2 separate regions of the Salmo salar genome follow, and region 2 is linked to region 1. A link is a contact called in public Hi-C data. All regions are on one chromosome and are shown on one strand. The core of a region is the stretch at or near the end of the contact, and the rest is flanking DNA. Distances in the headings are between cores, read along the strand shown. Region 1 holds the start of LOC106587256 (ankyrin repeat domain-containing protein 11). Region 2 overlaps LOC106587256 (ankyrin repeat domain-containing protein 11).

Region 1 (4,515 bases), core at 1,031-3,530:
AAAAATGGCACAAAGAATAGATGCTAACTGTAATAAAATACAAAAATACACTTATTATTGACAATGTGTTTGTGCGCTGATACATCATTGTATTTTACTGTATCTGCCTCTTGTGTATGCTAAATAATGTCTCTATGGACTTCTCTGCTGTAGTTACAAAAGTAGCCACCAGAGGTAGCTATGGCATCGAGCATTCATTGTGTTTATATTTAGAAATAAATAAAATTTCTAATACTTTTATCAGTAAGATCATGGTGAAACAGCTTTGAGAGTTTTGTTGTTGTTTTCTTGTTCCTAAAGGTTTGTGTATGACATTGTGATTGTAAAAGCTGCCCTGCCTAAGAAATACCAGACAAAATCTGACCTTTAAATAAAGGTTAAAAATTTTTTAAATTGCCTGGTAGACTATACCAAAAATGATATACTCTGTGGTACAAGACTGAAGTAGAGCAGTTTGGGTGCTTCCTTGGTGTCCACATCACTAAGGATATATCATGGTCCAAACACACCAACACAATTGTGAAGTGGTCACGACAACACCTCTTCCCTCAGGAGGCTGAAAATAATTTGCAATGGGCCTTTCAGATCCTCAAAAAGTTCCATAGCTGCGTCCTTGATGTCAGGGAGCTTGACTCCAGTGTTGTACTGGGCCACACGCACTACCCTCTGTAACACCTTGCAGTCAGATTCCAAGCAGTTGCCATTCCAAGCAGTGATGCAGCCAGTCAAGGTGCAGCTATGGAACTTTTTGAGGATCTGAAAGGCCCATTGCAAATTATTTTCAGCCTCCTGAGGGAAGAGGTGTTGTCGTGACCACTTCACAATTGTGTTGGTGTGTTTGGACCATGATAGATCCTTAGTGATGTGGACACCAAGGAAGCACCCAAACTGCTCTACTTCAGTCTTGTACCACAGAGTATATCATTTTTGGTATAGTCTACAAGGACCTCTACACTAGGTGGTGTCAGAGGAAAGCATGAAAATTGTCAAAGACTGCAGCCACCCAAGTCATAGGCTGTTCTCTCCTGCTACCGCATGGCAAACGGTAACGATTAGTTAAATAGTTAACCATATAGAGGTACAGATTAGTTAAATAGTTAACCAAATATTTGCATTTACCTATTTTGCATAAACTTTTTTGATCACATACACTGCTGCTATTGTCTATTATCTGTCACTTTATTTCTAGTTATATGTACATATCTACCTCAATTACCTTGTACCCCTGCACATGGACTCGGTACTGGTACCTCTTCTATATAGCCAAGTTATTGTTACTTATTGTGTATCTAATATTATTATGTGTTTTACTTTACTATTTACAATTATTTTTATATTTTCTTTCTCTCTGCATTGTTGGGAAGGGCCCGTAAGTAAGCATTTCACTGTTAGTCCACACCTGTTGTTTACGAAGCATGTCACATAAAAAAAAGTTATCCTAAAAGCATGCAGTACAACGTGTATGTCCATTTAATATGGTAGAGGACCTAAAAACAAATCATGTTTTGAAAGAAAATAAAGGCCCATCCTATCACCGTGACGAACATTTAAATAAGCCAATGAGGAAATAGATTCAATATATATTTTTTTATCTTAACCAATGATAGCGCTTCTTACATCTCCGTGCATGTCATGTTGTCGCCCAGCAGAGGACGCTCTTCAATGGGTGCAATCGATATGCATTACCAAACAACCCAAACCCGTCTCACTTTCAAAGTGTGCAGAGATCATCATCATCAACAACATTACGATATTGAGACTGTAGTTGTCAACGGTAAGAAATCATGTATTGATGATCGCACTGAGAAAGAGTGTTTTGGAAGTGAAATAGGCTATTCAGACCTGTCCTACCTGTGATCTGGACATTTGGGTCAGACTAGGGTGCTAGTTACCTGTAAAGGTGCTTTGGTTATAACTGACATCATGAGTAGGACTACGATAAGATTCAAGTATGCAATAATATGTTTGTTCAGGTGAATGATAATAATACGATATGAGGTGTCTCACTCCATCACGATGGGCGAGGTAAGTCAAGTGCACCCAACCTTCGTACTCCATTTCCTTTGCTTGCTCTCCCAACTGTATAATGGAGATGGGTCCCCAACCATGGAAACTGAAGTACTCGGTCAACCATGTTCGCGCCTTCATATTATTGTATCAATGTAGATTTAGTACTTTGATTTGATCCATAATGGCGCCGGTTTCATCGGTGCACAAATAGTACCCGCCCACATTCAAGAGCCAATCACAATCACTGTTTCATTTGGCCTCTTTCTCTTTCCTTCAGACGCATATCAAAGCCAAAGCCCGTCTGGAAACAGTTTGCAAGGGGTCGTTAAAGAAGATTAAGCCGAAACAAAATATCGTTTTTAGCTACTTTAAGTTTACCTTTCAATGCTCCAGTTTTGATTACTGAGCATACAAATCTTCAATTCAGACCACGGTGACAAAATAAAAAGTGTACAAGGACGTTTTCGAGGAGATTTGAAGCTTTCTCTGTCGGTTGTTGGTGTTCAGGAATTAGCAAGCTAGTTAGCACTAGCCTAGAAATACTAGCTAGCCTGGCTTGCTAACGTTAGCTTCCAATAGTCTGATTTTCAACTGAGATGTTTGCAGCATTTCTCGGATGTCTACGGACGGCAGATTGCTGAACCAGAGGGCCTCAAATGGGAAAAACAAGCATCGGACAGGAATATCGGGGATAAGCTTGTCGACGTAACTCGGATTCTGTTGAAGGTAAGACACAATAACATTAGTTGGCTAGCTAGCTGCGAATAACGTTACTCGATATGCTAGCTAGTTATACCGTTAGCCTTAGCTGTTAAGCTAACTAGATAACATGGTTTAATGCTCGAGTCGAAGAAATGTGTTATGAAGCTAGATGACCCCCCCCCCCCACCCAGCATTCTAACTGCGTACGCGTTTAACTAGTAAGATGACAGGTAAGGACTTAATTTAGGCGAGAAGTGTGGCATACTACCTAACTAGCCTGCGAGTCGTTTGTTGACCTACATAGGCTGTTAATGTTATAGCTAGATATGTAGTTGCATAGGTAGTTGGGATATACTCACATGTATTTGAATGGCTTCAGTGCCATCCATGTAATAGCCTACACTTCTCTTCGACGATTGATGTATTTTGTAAAAAAAGAAGAAAAAAGAATAACACCATCTTCAAGGGGATATTGCATCACTGCCAGTGACGTTATTTCATACAACTCATCTGTTTATTTCTTTTTGGAAAAAGACACTGAGATGGGATGAAATAATTGGTTATGTTGATGTGTAATGCAGTGGTGAGATCAACTAAGACGTGCCTCATAATAAATGAACGTTAGTGCTCTCCAAAGTTGCTTGACTTCTCGATTTGGCAACGTGTTTTCCTGGTCGACTCATGGTCCATGGATCCAGGATTGGTACTTTGATTCGAATATTTTACTGTAATGTATTAACACAGTTACTGTGAAATGTGTCATTTACTCTGTCCTAACAAGCACATCATTATGGTTGTCATTAAAGTAACACAGGTGTGCAGTGTTTTCATATTAGTGCCAAAACCATTGCTTGACAGGCTCTATCATTTGAGTGGCTGTGGAAGGGTATGAATATTTCAAGTCAACAAGAAGTCACAACAGTAAGGCTTTGACTTCTGGTTGTGGGAGAGCATGAAAAGAAGGGCAAGGTTCCTAACAAACGACCACTCTACTTGGAGTAGACTGTGGTTGATAACGTTTTGGTGCAGTATCAGTTCTGTTGAAAACACTGCAGTGGAGCTGCTGGCTGTATTTCCTTACAGAGATACTCTGAGCTCTTCGGCTTGTTGGGCGTTCACATTGAAATTCATTGCAGACGCAGCAATGCATATAATCCCCCACCACCTTTGTCAAGATGTTGGAAGTGCCAATTTCATGTATCTTAGTTTCTGTAGTTATTTTGCAACTTCGTCCCCCTTCATTTTTGATGTAAATACATCTTGGCTCTGTGTTGGATGTATTAAATGAACTTTCTGCAATATGTAGCCCTAGTACCCTTGTACAACAGAAGTTACTTGATGTATACGCTTGTACACTCCCCATGTTAGTTTCAGCTTTAGGATGAGGTTTTGGAGAACTTTATAGCCTAGATTTTCACCAGAGTGTCGTGTTGTGTGTAAGCCTGAGACAGGAAATTGTGTCCTGCCTAGGTCAGTGAGGTCAGGAGCTGTGTTGAGAGCTGGGATGTCTCAGAACGATTTCCTGTTCAAGGCAGCCATCCTGTGTGACCCGTCTTCAGCTGCCTAAGTGAACCTCTTTTACTCAGGTTCACATACCGTGGTTCCTGTTGTGTCCTAGCCCAAGTCTTCTGAGCTTTAGCCTATTTGTGGTCATGGCAGAGCCACTATTTGACATGGTCCCACTGTGCCCTCTCCTGCCTACAGTGTGTAACGTGACACCTTCAGCACTGTCAGGTAGGCTAATAACGGGTACAAATATAAATCGCGGTGGGGAACAATGAGCGTCCCTCACAATGCCTCTCT
Region 2 (4,515 bases), core at 1,265-3,764, 51 kb after region 1:
CTTTCCAAAAAATACAAGTTATCTGGCTAACTCATTGCTCCTGCTTTGCCCTTAGGGCCAGTATAATGGGGATATAGATGGATCCTGAGAAACAGAGCAGTAGATTGATGTTTTGGACTGAGTTGTTGTTCAGCTGTTCACAGAGATGGTGATAAAGAGCGGGGGGGGGAGAGATCGAGTCACTGAGCATCTCTGTGTTTCCATGCTCTCTGACGGAGCCAAGCAGGGGAACAGACGAGGCAGCAGATGGGCCTTCTCGGACTTAACCCTTCCCACGCCTCTCACGGGCCTGTCTGTCCAGGCAGGAAGGAAGGAACGCTCTCATGGCTCGCTTTAGCCACCTCAGTGTTCATCCAAGCCATGTGATATCCACTATGGCGGACCATCGGTGTCTGATGAGAAGTGGTCAGGGTGACATATGGCCGTCTCCATGGAGTGTGCTCCCTCATCCTCTCTCTCTCTCGGTCCCCCTATCCGCTCTCTCACACTCCATCTCCCTCTCCTCTCTCCTGCTGAGAAAGGGCCTGGTGTACTGCCGCTCCAGGTTTATGGAAATGAAGACACATCACACCCCTGTGATAACCACTGGCTGCCTGCCAACTCGGTCAGATGACCGCTGTCTGTGAGCGAAAAGTCTGTCTGTCTCACTGGGCGGTAAACATGGGCTTAGTTTGAATCTGACTACCCTGCTACTGAGAATCTCTGGTCTACATACTACTAGGCCTAAGCATGCTCACCTGCTATCTCCAAATGCAGATCTAGGGCCTGGGATCCCAGGTCCCTTGCTACCTGTTAATCCATTTTTGCTCAGCCAACTGTTTTGATGGTTTCCCTCTCCCTCCTGGCCCCAGTGCTTTAAATAGAAGCCCCCCTGGGAGGATCGATACAAACTCCAGGGTAATTGATGAGGAGGCAGGCTCTGTGACGACCTGCACCCTGCAAGTGGGAACCTGAGGAGATTACAAGGTGGGAAGCAGGTTTCATCACATGCATATTAATCTTTCTCTTTTGGAGAAGCCCTAGTGTGTTGCTCTGTCTGTAGGTGTCCACTGCTTGGAAAGCTAGTTGGATCCACTTTTCTCTTTCAGGGAATTCAAGGTTGTGTCTTAGATTTTGTTCCCTTTCCAGATAGTCTCCATCTGTTGCACTGCCATTTGACCAATGCTGTTATCTGGCAGCAGCTCTTTCTGGTTCTGTAATGAATACTAGCTTTACTTATTAGTGAAGAGAATAGCAGCCAAACAGTCATTTCATCCATGGTTTAATCTTTGAGTAAGCTATAGTCGGTGATACAATCTCTTGCTACTTCTTAACAAAGGGCCACGCTATAGGCCCCCCCTGAGGCCCCAACCTCACCCTTTTGGCCATCCACGGCGTCCTCTGGGCTGTTTAGGCTTGGCTTCTCCTTTTTGTTTGTTGGGGAGGGGAGGCTGTGCATTATTCAACCTGACCCAACCTGATGCAGGGCAGTAGGGGGGCTCTCTCCTCTCTCCCATTGTCCTGCTTTTGTTCTCATTTCACTTCTCAAGGCTCTCTGGACAAAAGTGGCTTTTCTGGTGACCTCTGGCTAAGACTTAATGACCTCCCAATGATCGCCAGGGAGGCTTTATGTCCCCCTCTCATTCTGTTATTGTTTGGGGAACAGAAAGCAGCTCTTGGTCTCTGTTCATTTGAGGTCTGGATTGGAACGGTGATGGCTGGAGCTGTTGATGATGCATGGTGTGACTGATGAGATGGAACACTTGGACCATGGAGCCCATTGCTATAGGGCCTAAATAAATGGCTCTCGCCCAGCCTCCGGTCCAGAACCCAGAGGACAGAGGGCCTCACATTAGCCCCAGATTGAAGGGGTTTTGGTGTGGTTTACTTTTCAGATTATGTTGTCTGCTTCCATGCAATGGTGCCTGCCAGGAACCTACAGTGTCTGTCTTGGACATGGTTCGCTACCCTTGTCACCGCCTCTTGTGTTTGACTTGGACTTAGTGAAGCTAGGAATTTGGACTTCCACTCTGAAAGAAGCAGTGAAGGGGAGAGAGGGGATTGCATGTGTGTGTGTGTGTGTGTGTGTGTTTTTCATGCCAGAGGTTCTGAAGGAATGGTCTGGATTCTCTCCAGTGGCAGCCCTGCTTCTCCTGATGGATTCTGGGCTTCAGAGTATTGTGCTGTAGTTCTCGTTATACTGCTACAGCAGTATTCTAGCTAAGCAAAACTACAACATTAATTGAAATTAACTTTCCTTATTAAGTCTCGCATTCTTCAAGGATACGGAGTGGCATTGCCAAATACCAAGTTTCTGTTTACCTCATTTGGACTCCTTTGCCGTAGACATGGCCCACGAGGAATTATTTATTTTAGTCTAAATTATATAAACTCACCCTCATTTCATCCAGCGCATCATGTGCTTTATTATTCAGTAGGCTATTTGTAACAGTTGTGCAAGGTCATTTTGAGTGTTGCGTTGTTGGGGAAACTACCATGTTTTGTTGTTGCAGCAGCAACAACTTCCCCTCTGCTTCTCAAGCAGCTCTTTGACCAGCTCTTCCTATTTCCCTCAGCCAGGAATGTGTTCCTGTCAAAATGGCAGGTCCCTCTGGGTTCAGAGTACTCCACATTCGCCTTGTTTGTCATGGTAGTCCCAGGAGTCACTCACAACACAGGAATAGCTGATATATTCTGGACTGAAATAGTACGTCAATTATCATATTTTAATTCCATGTGTTTTTCCTTCTCTCTTTCTCTCCTCTGGAAGAAAAATGTGGTTTATGTGCTTCCTGTGTAATTGCTCTACATAGAATCATTTGTTTTTCATTTAACCTTTTATTAACTAGGCAAGTCAGTTAAGAACAAATTGTTATTTACAAGGACGGCCTACCCCAATAGTGCACCGCCCTATGGGACTGCCAATCACGGCAGGTTGAGATAATCACCCACATAGCTTGAGTACTGCTGTAGTTTGGAGGTTGTTTATATGTTAAGTGTAGATACAATGCATTCAATAAGTGTTCACACCCCTTGACTTTTTCCACATTTTGTTACCTTACAGCCTTATTCTAAAATGGATTCAATTGTTTTTTTCCCCTCATCAATCTACACGCACTACGTCATAATGACAAATCAAAAACTGTCACATTTACTTAAGTATTCAGACCGTTTACTCAGTACTTTGCTGTAACACTTTTGGCAGCTATTACATCCTCGAGTCTTCTTGGGTATGACACTACAAGCTTGGGGAGTTTCTCCCATTCTTCTCTGCAGATAATCTCAAGCTCTGTCAGGTTGGATAGTGAGCGTCGCTGCAAATCTTTTTTCAGATCTCTCCAGAGATGTTCGATCTGGTTCAAGTCTGGGCTCTGGCTGGGCCACTCAAGGACATTCAGAGACTTGTCCCGAAGCCACTCCTGTGTTGTTTTGGCTGTGTGCTTAGGGTCGTTGTCCTGTTGGAAGGTGGGTCTGAATACTTTCCGAATGCACTGTATGTGAGATCTGTCTGCAGCTCTTCAATTACATCAGTTGTTCAACTGTTGATGATCTCTCTCTCTGGGTATAGGCCTGTATACTAACATCCTGACCAAACTGACTCAGCCATCATGCGCATGTTGATTTTGCCTTTCTGCGCCAGACGCGTTCATGACGTACAGGTTCAAATGGCAAAACCAACGGTGAACCAACAATATTAGTTGTCTTTTTTTATTGGTATGTAACTGTTATGAAAGTTGTATTGTCAATTTTGTTTTGTATTTAAACGCCACTTTAAACGTGTACATGACACTGCAACAAAATTTACCCATAGGGACAAAGTCAGTAAGTATGTAAGTACATATGAAATTGGGGACAGGTTGAAAAACACATGGAACATTCATGGACATTTTGCTAGCTTGCTGTTGCTAGCTAATTTATCCTAGGAGAAACTTTTTTTTTTATAGCTGAAATGCGTATGGTCTTTTTTGCCCGTTTATTTCTAGAATTTTGACCTATTTTGAGTCATACAAAATCGTGTCTTCTCTATTCCTACAATTAATCCACATTCTTTTTTTGTGGATTTTCTGTGGCGGTTGGCAAACACCCTTTTAAGGTGCAGAACCGCCACCAACTGGACTGGAATGTGGACCTCGTTCATCTTTCAATCACCCACGTGGTTATATGCTCCTAAAATCAATGAGGCGGCACTTGTGGCGCTTCAAGCGTCTTAAATATAGCGCATTTCAATTTTAGCGCCTGACTACAGAGGCTCGCGAGCAGTTTGGATGAAATGATTGAATAGCATATGTGTACATTTTATTTTGCAACGTGGGCGGCCTGGTCTGCATGTAAGACCTATTTCTTCAAGGGTTTTCTCTGTTAGTTACATTAGTTTACATTAGTGTATCCTTCATTCCTGGTCCTGACCTGTATCAGTGGCTGTATCAGTGGTGAGCAAACAGTACAGACGTGACTGAGCCAGCCTCCAGCCATCCAGGAGCGCCTGCCTGTTTTGAGTTTCCATTGAAACTCATAATAGTGTTCCTGAGGCTTTCT

What was found. A called contact is a pair of places that touch in the nucleus more often than the background predicts.
Region 2: a Hi-C map of blood shows a contact between it and region 1, with 2.0 times the contacts expected there. The contact joins the enhancer-like site here to the promoter of LOC106587256 in region 1. A contact is called at or near these places in 2 of 3 Hi-C or Micro-C datasets (blood and gill).

Annotation. Positions count from the first base shown.
Region 1 is chrssa26:15,683,157-15,687,671 of Ssal_v3.1, forward strand. LOC106587256 (ankyrin repeat domain-containing protein 11) reads left to right here and starts at 2,281. Exons shown (of 14, transcript XM_014175493.2): 1 at 2,281-2,736.
Region 2 is chrssa26:15,734,032-15,738,546 of Ssal_v3.1, forward strand. All of the region lies in intron 2 of LOC106587256 (ankyrin repeat domain-containing protein 11), which reads left to right. Among protein-coding and RNA genes, the nearest start is that of LOC106587256, 51 kb to the left of the region's middle. Within about 2 kb of position 2,515, at least 2 of the 13 cell types and tissues checked have an H3K27ac peak or open chromatin away from gene starts, as enhancers often do.